Linked DNA regions of Gossypium hirsutum: all the other regions are linked to region 3. A link is a contact called in public Hi-C data. All regions are on one chromosome and are shown on one strand. Each heading gives the region's core, a stretch centred on a gene start, on an enhancer-like site or on the middle of the called end of the contact. The rest is flanking DNA. Distances are from core to core; before and after follow the strand shown. Region 1 holds the start of LOC107945993 (vacuolar protein sorting-associated protein 51 homolog). Region 2 holds the start of LOC107945999 (histone-lysine N-methyltransferase EZA1). Region 3 holds the start of LOC107946004.

Evidence for each region. Hi-C and Micro-C count contacts between places; a contact is called where the count stands out from the background.
Region 1: a Hi-C map of leaf shows a contact between it and region 3, with 1.9 times the contacts expected there. The contact joins the promoter of LOC107945993 here to the promoter of LOC107946004 in region 3. A contact is called at or near these places in 2 of 34 Hi-C or Micro-C datasets (both in leaf).
Region 2: a contact with region 3 is called in a Hi-C map of leaf, with 1.7 times the contacts expected there. The contact joins the promoter of LOC107945999 here to the promoter of LOC107946004 in region 3. A contact is called at or near these places in 4 of 34 Hi-C or Micro-C datasets (hypocotyl and leaf).

The regions. Positions count from the first base shown.
Region 1 is chrD12:43,702,536-43,706,254 of Gossypium_hirsutum_v2.1, reverse strand. LOC107945993 (vacuolar protein sorting-associated protein 51 homolog) reads right to left here and starts at 2,313. Exons shown (of 20, transcript XM_016880178.2): 1 at 1,936-2,313; 2 at 1,603-1,742; 3 at 1,308-1,362; 4 at 1,080-1,187; 5 at 700-798; 6 at 492-569; 7 at 325-402; 8 at 1-12. The coding sequence starts at 2,106.
Region 2 is chrD12:43,649,027-43,652,830 of Gossypium_hirsutum_v2.1, reverse strand. It overlaps LOC107945999 (histone-lysine N-methyltransferase EZA1), which reads right to left and starts at 1,561. Exons shown (of 17, transcript XM_016880183.2): 1 at 1,430-1,561; 2 at 892-993; 3 at 404-678; 4 at 1-2. The coding sequence starts at 1,468.
Region 3 is chrD12:43,500,976-43,504,389 of Gossypium_hirsutum_v2.1, reverse strand. It overlaps LOC107946004, which reads right to left and starts at 2,107. Exons shown (of 8, transcript XM_016880189.2): 1 at 1,716-2,107; 2 at 1,562-1,629; 3 at 1,430-1,496; 4 at 1,218-1,345; 5 at 1,026-1,096; 6 at 872-915; 7 at 686-754. The coding sequence starts at 1,982. It overlaps LOC121224135 (pentatricopeptide repeat-containing protein At2g31400, chloroplastic), which reads left to right and starts at 3,389. Exons shown (of 4, transcript XM_041106820.1): 1 at 3,389-3,414.

The sequences.
Region 1 (3,719 bases), core at 1,064-3,563, 200 kb before region 3:
TAAGCTATCCACCTGCCCAAATACACATAAGCTAGGTCATGCATAAGAATATACTTAAACAGATATATGAAGTGATATCAAAATCCTGTTTAGAAAGTAGCATTACTGAAAGTCAAAGATATTAGCTGCACGTTTTAAAGACTTTCAGTAATCAGAAGTTCAATTTTTTAAACAAAACATGAGAGAGAAAGAATGAAGTAATTTACATCCCTTTGCTAGTGCATTTCATGGAGTAAAGCCATACATGGTAATTTAGTTTTTAAGCTCCATTTTGACGGAGCACAACCAACTAGATAATTCAATCTGAAAGTTTGCAGTACAAACCGGAAAATCCAACTGCTTCAAAAGCACTGCAGCTTCAGCTCTAGCTTGAATGGATTCAGAATCTGAAAACAGCTTTCCCTGAGAAGGTAATTTTCAGAAAAGCATTAAAAAATTTCTTTTATCTGCAATAAATCACCATACATGCATAAGGCAAAGACCAGACATACCTGCAAGTTTTTAACCATTATAGCAATCGCTTCTTCAGATGCTTGTTTACAGTCCTGAAATGACGAATCTCCATAAGCCTGGTAAGAAAACAATGGTGTGTGTTAAATCTTTTGAACAGAAAATTTTGACATAAAAGCAAAATTATGCAGAAAACGAAGTGTTAAAATTAAAAAATAGAAGAAAACGAACAAGATAAGAAACAATGACCTTAAAAATTGGCATTGCTCCAGTGTAGAACTTGACAGCATCAGCATATGCTTCTGACTTGATGCACTTTTCAAGTCTAACGGGCAGATCATAAATGAACTGTTCTCCAAATGAGACAATGTTTGAGTAACTAGCAATTGCATGTATAAAGAGGAAGTAATTTTTTAATTTATCCTAAAGTGAAAATTTTTCTTTAATAACTTCTAATGCTAAGCTCTAAAACCTAAAACCATTATTTTGTCATGGGCATTATGATCTACTTCAATAAAACATTGCATTACTCACAATTGCTACATCCAGTTAACATGTTTTCAGTTCGACCTTAGGGCTGCTGTTACATTATTCACTAGCCTCCATGTAGATTTAGCAGTCTTTAATACCTGAACTTTACGCAGAAGATTACGTGTCCGGTGCAACTTCTCTATATGTTCTCTCTTTTCAAAAAGAGAAGTGTTGACCCCATCACTTTTAGATTGCACTGACATTATCTGCAATTATAAAAATGTAAAGGAAAACAATTCAGCTTTGAGTAATTCACTTTTCCTCCTTTGTTAATACATTATTCAAAAAATTCAACTAGAACTAACATGAAGAATATTCCAACACACCTTGTCAAGCAGATGATCCATATTTGTTTCCATGCCTACAATATTACTTTTCATCCTGTTAAAATCAAAATTCCAGTACAAGAAACAGTGGTTGTGAACGAACTTCAGAAGTCCAGATAACTTGATCGAACAAACAACAGTTGCTACCACATCAAAAATCTTGCAGAATCAAAAGGAAATAACAAAATCTCTACGGACAGATATAATGTTGACAAGCCGTATAGTTTTTCCCAAATTACGATTCTACTAGTAGTGGCGGATGTTAACATTGATTTTAAGAATTGAAACAAGTTACCGTTTAATTGCATCCGTGGCACTGATGAACTTGTTGTAATTCTCGTAAACCAGCATTTGCAAGTCGGTATCGATATTCTTAATTTCAGCTGCCATTTCAACATGCCTCTGAAGAAGCGCTTCCAAATTCGACTTCCGTTTCTATACATTTCAATCCAATCCATGTTTTAAGGTATCAAACCCTCCAAATCAACTATAAATCCAACCAAAAACATGAATAATCTAATCCAAACGACGAATTCCATTCCGAACAATTGATTTCTATAAAAAATCTAGCACTAGAATTCAGTAAGATTTCAATCCGTAATTCAGATCAAAACTATTTGGAACGTACCAGGAGGTTCATGTACTGATCGGCATCGAAAGAAGTGGTGTCGATAGCGTCTAAGCTGCCGTGGTTTGAAGAAGCGTCGTTTGTCGAAGAAGGATCTGGAGAGTAGAAGCTCGACAGCAGATCTCTCATTCTCTTCGCCTTGTCGTCCAAAGGAACATCTTCCGTCCCCATTTTCTGCTCTTTCTACTAATGATTTGTTCACCGCGAATCACAATGAGGGAGATTTTGGTTTTAGATCGGGAAACGAGTGAAATTTTTCACAGGCAATGAAAATGAACGACTTGGCGTTGAACAAACCAGCTTGGCTGCACGGTTATTTTGGTGCACCGTCTTTCCTTAGATGCGACGCAATTCGAAGGCAGTTAATTTGTCGAAAAGGACCCAAAAAGTCCCAAATTACAAAAACACCTATTCATTGTGTAAAAGTTTTATTTGTTTAGCGCCAATATGCAATTTATTTGTTTGCATTCGCAAATAGAAATAAATAGGTCGAATTCTGATATTAGTCCTCATAAATTTTATATTTAGGTCCTTATATTTTAATTTAAAGGCTGAATTTTGCATGAAACCAACGTACATGGCTTTTCACATCCTTGACATTGGTTTTCTTTTTTTTTTTGCCTTGTTTTTTTTATCCTTATCAATTTTTATCATTCCCTTCAGTCCATTTATTTTGGTTAAACTATCAAAATAGTCACTTTTATTTACCTCAGATTACATTTTAGTCACTTATGTTTGAAATGCTATGTTTTAGTCACTAAGCCGTTAATTCCCTTCAAAAATTTAGGTTAAATTCTACAATTGATTCCCATATTTTTTTTATTTTAAGCAATTTAATTTTTTTTCTTTTATATTCTTTTAACTTTTCTTTTTTTTCTTTATTTTCCATTCTCTTTTGCTTCAACCTTTGTTTTTCTCCCTTCTCTATCTCTTTTAACATAATTTTTCATGTTTTCTATTTGTTAAAACTTGTCTCTATACTTTTAATTTTTTGAACAATATTAGTTTTTTATTTTTTTGAACAATATTAGTTTTTTCTTTTTATTTCTTTGTTTTCCTTTTCTTCTTCCCCTTTCGTTTTAACAAATGAAAAATATAAAAAAACTACATTAAAAGATATGGAGAAGGGAGGAAAATAGAGAGAGAAGCATAAGAGAATGAAAAAAAAAGGAAATTTAAAAGAATATAAAAGAAAAAAATTTAAATTGCTCAAAATAAAAAAATATGAGGACCAATTGTATAATTTAACCTAAAATTTTTGTTTGAAATGATGATTTAACGTGCCATGTCAGCGTACTGTTACACCGTTAATAACAGTTAAGAAGTGAGTGAACTAAAATGTTACAACAGGTTAACATAAATAACTAAAACATAACATTTCAAACATAAGTGACTAAAATATTTAAGTTTATAATAATATTATAATCTTTCACTATTTTTTAAATTAAAGGGTTTTTTTTTAATTTTAGTTTTAAATTTTAAAAGTTAGGTTTTATTTTTTATTTTAAATATTTGATGGGTTATTTAATAGTTATATTAATAATTTTAATAATAAATATAACATTTATAATTGAGAGATGTGATTTAAATAAAGATGCACTTAATTCTAATTTATTACCATATATTACAAATTGTATTTGTGGGTATTGGGAGATTTGAAATTTGAAATCCAACTTTACCCTATTAATTACATATTTGTTTTTATTATCTTCAATGTTTATTTTGAATTAAGAATAATAATATGTAATTAATCAATAATCAATATAATTTTCGAGTAATCATTG
Region 2 (3,804 bases), core at 312-2,811, 150 kb before region 3:
TTCTGTGCTGAATGATGCATATTTAAGATAAGACAAGCAAAAATAAAACCTCATTGGAAACAAGATGAGCCGAGGAAAGATGGTAGGTTCATGTGTGGATGCTTGTGCTGCTGAAATCTCCAACTTCGAACTAAATATCAGTAACAAAACCTTGAGGGCTTAATAAAATAGCTAGTTTTTCCAAATGGCTTAATATTGGTGTTCAACATGTTATCAAGCCCTTTCAGGAAATCCCCCCAAAATTATAACCCTCACTGGAGATGACTTAAGTAGCACAGCTAACCCATGACTTAATGGCTTAAGTCTCTAGTGGCATACTGATTCAAAGCAGAAGTATTGTGTACCTAAACAGACAGAATAGAATACTCAAAATTAGGCAAACTAATAAATTAATCCAACTTACTTGTCCAGAAAAATCCATGTCGTATATGGTGGCAACTTTTCAACGTACGGAAGCTTGACACTTGTTGAAGATACAACTTCGTGACCATTAGAATAGTCTCTATCTCCCGACCCTTGCACAAATCCAGCATACTTAAATAGAGGAATTTGGATTCTTGAAGAAAGCATTTTACCAAATCCATTCTCCTCCACACACAGAACGTTTCTACTTGATGTAGCTGACAAAATCTCTGAAATATGACTCTCGAGCTTCTTTCTGTTCTTCTCGACTTTTTCCTGTGCACACCACCCAATATAAATATAATTTATTTGCATCTCTAGCAGGTTGGAGCGCAAATCAATTCAATTTAGACAAGCCGAATACAACAGTAATAGTTGCTTATCAAATTCACACTGAATTGACGACGCTAGTGAAATTCAAGGACAAATAAATAATGTAGCAATAATTTAAAAAGTGAAATTCATAAGTGACGAACATAACTAATCCACCTTAATCGAAGCAATTCTCTCCGCTTGAATTTGCCTTTTAAGCTGATTTAACTTATGTGTCAAGTTTCCTACTCCACCACTAGAGCACTCTTCAAGTGATTTCTGCCATATCAACAAATAATAGCAATAACATCAAAACATTGATAATTAAGCTAAAACGGATTTTTTTTAAAAAGAAAAAAGGAAACTCAATTCCATTTTTTTTTCCTTTCCGTTTTCTGTTTCTTTATAATTCATTAGCAGCCAAACAGAGTATAAGCTGCAGTGAACGGCGATGGAATTGAGAGAAACCTCAGCCTCCACACAAAACCATTGGCGAATAATATTCAGTGGAATTTCAAGTCTACGTGATCAATTACAAACTAAAAATCAAAATAATATTTTGAAAAATCATTTTAAATTTTATGTTTAAATGATACAGTGAATTTAAGCGACTGATAACTAATTTTTTTATGATCAGTAATGAAGATTGAATACAAAAAGAAGAAATCAAAAGGGAAAAATTGAAGATCAAAAGGATAAAGAGAGAAATCCTAACTTTAGATTTAGTGGAAGGGTCGCTCCCTTTAGAGACCATTGTTGGCTGAATTTGGTGCTTTGTTTTCTCTGCGACTCCGAGTCATACAACCAGAGTGAAAAAGAATCTGGAAGAAAATAATAAAAAAGTAAAGAAGGACAGTAAAGGCCTGGCACGTGTGAACTGTTGTTACGTGGCCTTTACTGTTGGGGGACTCAATTTTTGAGTTTTTTCACACGGGCCCAAAGCATTTATTTTTCTTTATCTTTTTTATATTTATTTTGTTTCATTTAAATTTCGCCTTCAGAAATTATAGCTGGCTTACGCAATGGGCTTTAAGTGAAGGCCCAAATTATATAGCTTGTCTGTACGAAATGTTTGTTTTTTTAGCCAAACAAGTGTCTAAAAGCTGCGATAAAACAATTTTTTTGTGCATATACAGTTTATATTAAATCACTAACTTAATAATAATTAAACTCATTATTCAAAATTTTAGAAAAATTATTTAATTAAATAATTCAAACCAAAATATAAAATTTTAAAATTTATATTTAATACAATAAAACATTTATTATATTTATTTGTGTTTTTTAATATAATAAAATATTTATTATATTTATAATAGTGTTTTTTAATATAAATATTTTTTAATGTGTTAGTGCATGATAGCAAGATAAATTCGTATTTTTAATATATTTATTCTTGGCTAATTGTCGGATAAAATGCTATTAAATTTAGATTTTTCTTATCAGAAATGAAGTTGGTGTACTGAATTCAAACTCTTACAAAAAGGGGATAAATTGGAACAAAAAGTAAAGAGGAGGGCTTGATTGAAAGATTGAAAATACAAAGATAACTGGATAAAGATTGAAGGGTTGAAGTTTTTTTAAAAAAAAGTGGTTAGATAAAGATTGAATAATTTTTTTTATTATTACAACTCTGTAATTAGATTAAATTTAATCTCTAGTATAAATTTAATTTTAAAATTTTGAACTATTTAGTGATAATATTTAAAATTATTTAGTGATAATATTTAGGAAAAATCTAGGGGAATATACAAATAAAAGCCATTTTTTTAAAAATTACTGAAATGAGCCAGGTAAAAAATTAATTACCGGAATGGTCTTATTTCCCCAAAAACACGTCCACGTCAACGCGTTGTCAGGTGACGAAGCAGAAAAACGCTTCCTTGAGGAAGTGTTTTTCCCATGTCTCCTGTTGTTAGGGTTTTGGGTTTTTGGTTTAGGGTTAGGGTTTTGAGGGTTTTTAGGTTTAAGATTTTAAAGAAAAAATTAAATAAATAAGGGATTATGGTTTAGGGTTTAAGGTTTCTCAATTAAATTAATTAAAAATTTTTCAAAATTAGATTAGGGTTTTGTATTTATAGTTTTTAAATAAAAAATCAATTAAATTAGGGTTTAGGGTTACTTAAGTAAATTAATTAAAAAAATTTTAAAATCATATTAGGGTTTAGTGTTAAGGGTTTTTAAAGAAAAATCAAATAAATTAGGGTTTAAGATTACTTGAGTAAATTAATTATAAATTAAAAAAATAGATTAGGGTTTAATGTTTAGGGTTTTTAAGAAAAAACTCAAATAAATTAGGGTTTGGGGTTTAGGATTACATAATTAAATTATTTGTTAATTTAAAAAAGCTCCCACATGGACACTCTTTTACTACAGTAGCTCCTGAAAAAATAATTTCGAGAAGACGTTTCTGAGCAAATAATGTCAAAAACGCTTTAAGCAGGATCCATTGTCAGCAAAATACTAAAAGAAGCTCCCACGTGGACGCTCTTTTGCTACAGTAACTCTTGAAAAAATAATTTCGAGAAGACATGTTTGAGCAAATAGTGTTAAAAATGCTTTAAGTAGAATGCATTGTCAGCAAAAGTACTGAAAGAAGCTCTCACGTGGACGCGTTTTTGCTACAGTAGCTCCTGTTTGGCCTGAGGCTATAAATGAGGCAAAATTTTTTCTCAAATTGCATAAGTTACAACAAAAAAAAATTTATAGAGGCTAAGAAGGATAGAAATTGAAGATGAGTGAACGTATTAGTGCTGTTATTTACTATGATGGTGAGGTTTGTCACATAAAAAACGGTGTTATTTTTTTATCGGAGAATACAGTGTGACTGGTTTTTAACCAGAACATAGATTTGACAGAACTTTGTAAAAGAATTAGGTGTAAAATATTCGGAACGACACCAATGAAAGTTTTTCTATTACGCACCGGTTTTGTTATTCTGTTGATCCGGTGACATATGACTCATTCGACATAAAATGTGCTCGTAGCTTTGAGGCAATGGTGCAGACTCATCTCGCTAGTGGAACACCCTATATTGAGTTATATGTACAATTTACATCGCCAAGTGATGCATTTGCGACTATTGTTCGA
Region 3 (3,414 bases), core at 858-3,357:
GTTACTTCTGTCATGTTATTGCAAGGTAAAAAATCTAACACATTCCACTGAATGATATTCTTGCAGTAGGTATATATGTCTGTTTGCTTTACTTGTCAAAACTAACTAGAAGCAAATACACTAAAAGGTCAAAGCTATAGAAGAAGATCATATAACCTGTTGTAAACGATCCATGGTTCTCAAAGGCCTGGCGAATTCGAAATAATATGTTCCCTTCTCACCTCCTTTGGAATAAGGACTGTCTTCCTCCACAAACCCTATTAAAAGTGTTCGAGTTTAAGGTTGAAATTTTGAAAGATGAAGTATTAACTCCACTGTCTTAAGACGCTAGAAAACCAAAAACCGATAGACCAACAGACAATGATGTTGACAAAACCAAAGGACTTGTGTTAAGATCTTCAGTTGACTTCAGTTTCGGGTTCAATCCCTGGACAACCCCCTAAAAAAAGTTATTTTTGACATTAAGGAAAGCTCATTTGTTATATTGTTGCAGATTTGATGCACTGGAGATTGCTTGTCTAAGCTCCAAAAACATGCCTCAGTGATCAGTACTCAACAGGTTTGATTCTTTGAAGACATTGAAACATGCATATAGAACCTATATAGATCGTTCCTTTCGTACCGAATACACTAATTTTCTAAGATATTCAACTCCATTAGAATATAATCCTAATAGTTTAGTTACCTGACTTATCTGCAAAGCTACTGTGCCACCATGCTCCTTTCCAGTTATTCTGTCCACTAGAATGATTTCCTAACAGTGAAGAATGATGATTTAATGCCATAAACATATTAAGGATAATACCCAAAGCATGGTCAATCAAATAAAAACATATTTGCTGATGTGCCATCTTTGATGATTTAATGTCACCTTGATGATCCCTGTAGTCACTTTTTCTTTAGTGCCTAATCCCACTTTGTTTTGACATGTTCAAAGCAAGCCCCCATCATTCTCATCTCAAAAAAAAAAAAAGAAAAAAAGAAGAAGAAAATATCACTAAGATAAGAGGGTCTTATTAATTTACCAGAAGGACCCATTCCATTAAGGTATCTACAGTGTGGGTTCCAAGCATATGCATCAACCAAAGGACCAAAGCTGTGTCAACAAATAAAAAAAAGTATATTAACGTACATCATTGACTTTTATGATGGCTAAAAAAGATACATTTGTACTACAAATTTATTTTGTACTACAAATTTATGTCGTACTACATTACCTATTATCACCTCCACCGTAAAGCCTTCCCGGTATTGCGTTTCCGATAACGAAATGCATAAGGTCGACTTCATGGCCTTTGCAAGTCTTGTTGGTACAAGACCCCTTTTGTTCTTTACAACCGCCCATCTTACGATAGAACAAGAGAAAGCTAAACAAATAGTATTTAAAGTAAGATTAAACATAGAACATGAGTTTGATGGAATTGCTTACATTATGATAGGTAGCATTGTCTCCAATTTGGAACATGAGAGCCACCGATGGGCATTTTTTGATGTCCCTGCATTGAAATGTAACACTCAGTTCATCACAAAATGTTCAAACAGGGCCAAAAAAGAAGCATACCCTTTGGAGTAGACATAGTTCCCATCAACTTGGAGTAAGAAGAAGACATTGTTTCCATCATGTAAAGCCTAAGACAATCCCACGAAAACACACAAATTAAGGTATCTTTCATATCCGTTTTACGAGATTCATGATTAGTTGATAGAGCAGTTACCTTCACTGTCATTTTCCCATCTTTGTACTCATGGTCCTCATCTGGATCAAGGGCCGGGCGGAGGGAGAATTCGGACCCATCAATGTCTTCCCAATCATTGGCGCAGCCGTCGAGGGTGATGATTCCGGGTTTGAAATCCGCCTGGATGTGCATCTCCTCCGAGTTTGACACGCAACTCCGTTCTCCCGATTCCTCGTGCGAGTTGACCCGTCTAGTTAAACCGAACCCAAAGACCAAGAATGCTAGTAGGAGGAACCGAACCACCATTGTCGAGGTAGAAAAGTCGTTATAGAAGCAGGTGCTTCCGTTTTTATTGCTTTGTTTATAGTAACCTTTTTTTTGGAGGGATTACAGTCGTTAGCTGACCAATGAAACAAAGTCGCACTTAACAACAGGAAGTTCGTTGCTAATATTCGCTCAATTGCCATGTTTTCTAAATGTTTAATTATTAATTTCATCCCTCTAATTTTATACAAATTAAGAAATTAGTCCCTTTACTTGAATTTATCAACGTAATTTGTGAAATTGAAAGGCTAGTATAATTTAGTAACATTACAAAACCTTACAGTTGAATTATTAATATGGAAATTAGTAGTTCAGCTATTTATATACAAAAAATAAGTAAAATAAAAGGATTAATTTTTCATAAAAATACAAGGATCAAAATATGATAAATAGATCAAATTAAAATAAATAAAAATATCTAATTAGTTTTTTTTAAATAACGGTACAACTTTCAAGTGTTTTGTAAAACTCTTATTATAAAAATTATCTTTATCAAACTTAAAACTAAGAAATTGCAAAATTGATAAAAATATGTATTTTTATTTAAAGTATAAAAATATATATGAAATAGTACTTATTGATAATATACCCTTGTCTAATAACAATTCATTAGAATTTTTGAATTTAAAATTGGTATATTTCTATCTTTACTCCCTATACTCTTAAAAATTTTGAAAATGATTTTCTTTGCTTTTAATTTCAAGAGTTTAGTCACTCTACTTGTTTAATTTGAAAACTAAAGTCCAACTGATAACACTATTAACTGAAATCCTTTAAATTTGAACATATGCAATAAATTGAAATTAAGTGGTATAAGTATCATAGAGGCTCTTGTATTAGGAATTAAATTGTATTTTGCTCCCTTTACTAAAAAAATTGGGTAAACTAGACCTTGTACGTTAGATCAAAGAGCAAATTAGTCATTTCTGTTAAAAATTTAATCCATTTATATTGTTAAAAATTGGTGTGATTGACGGAATCATTAGACAGTTACACGCGACATGTTGTGTGTACCTTATTCTAACATACAGAGACCTATTTTTAACACTAGAAATGGATGAAACTTTTAACAGAAAAACCAGTTTGCTTTTTGATCTAACATATAAAGACTAATTTGCCTATTTTTTTAGTAGATGGGGTAAAATGCAATCTGAATTCTAGTACAAGGGCCTCCATGGTACTTTTACCAATTTTAGTTTTTATATCAAGCCTTAGTACAGGGACTAAATTTCAAAAGTTAGAAGAGTTCAGGATCTGGGTAGAATTAAACCTTGAAAACTTTATGCATCAAATTATAAACTTACCAGGGGGTGTATTTTTACACTTGCCACGTGTGTGGAAAGCATTGAGTGCTAGACAAACAGTAGTTGACACGAGTGGGTCGTACATATCAATGTCTGAACAAAGTAACTCA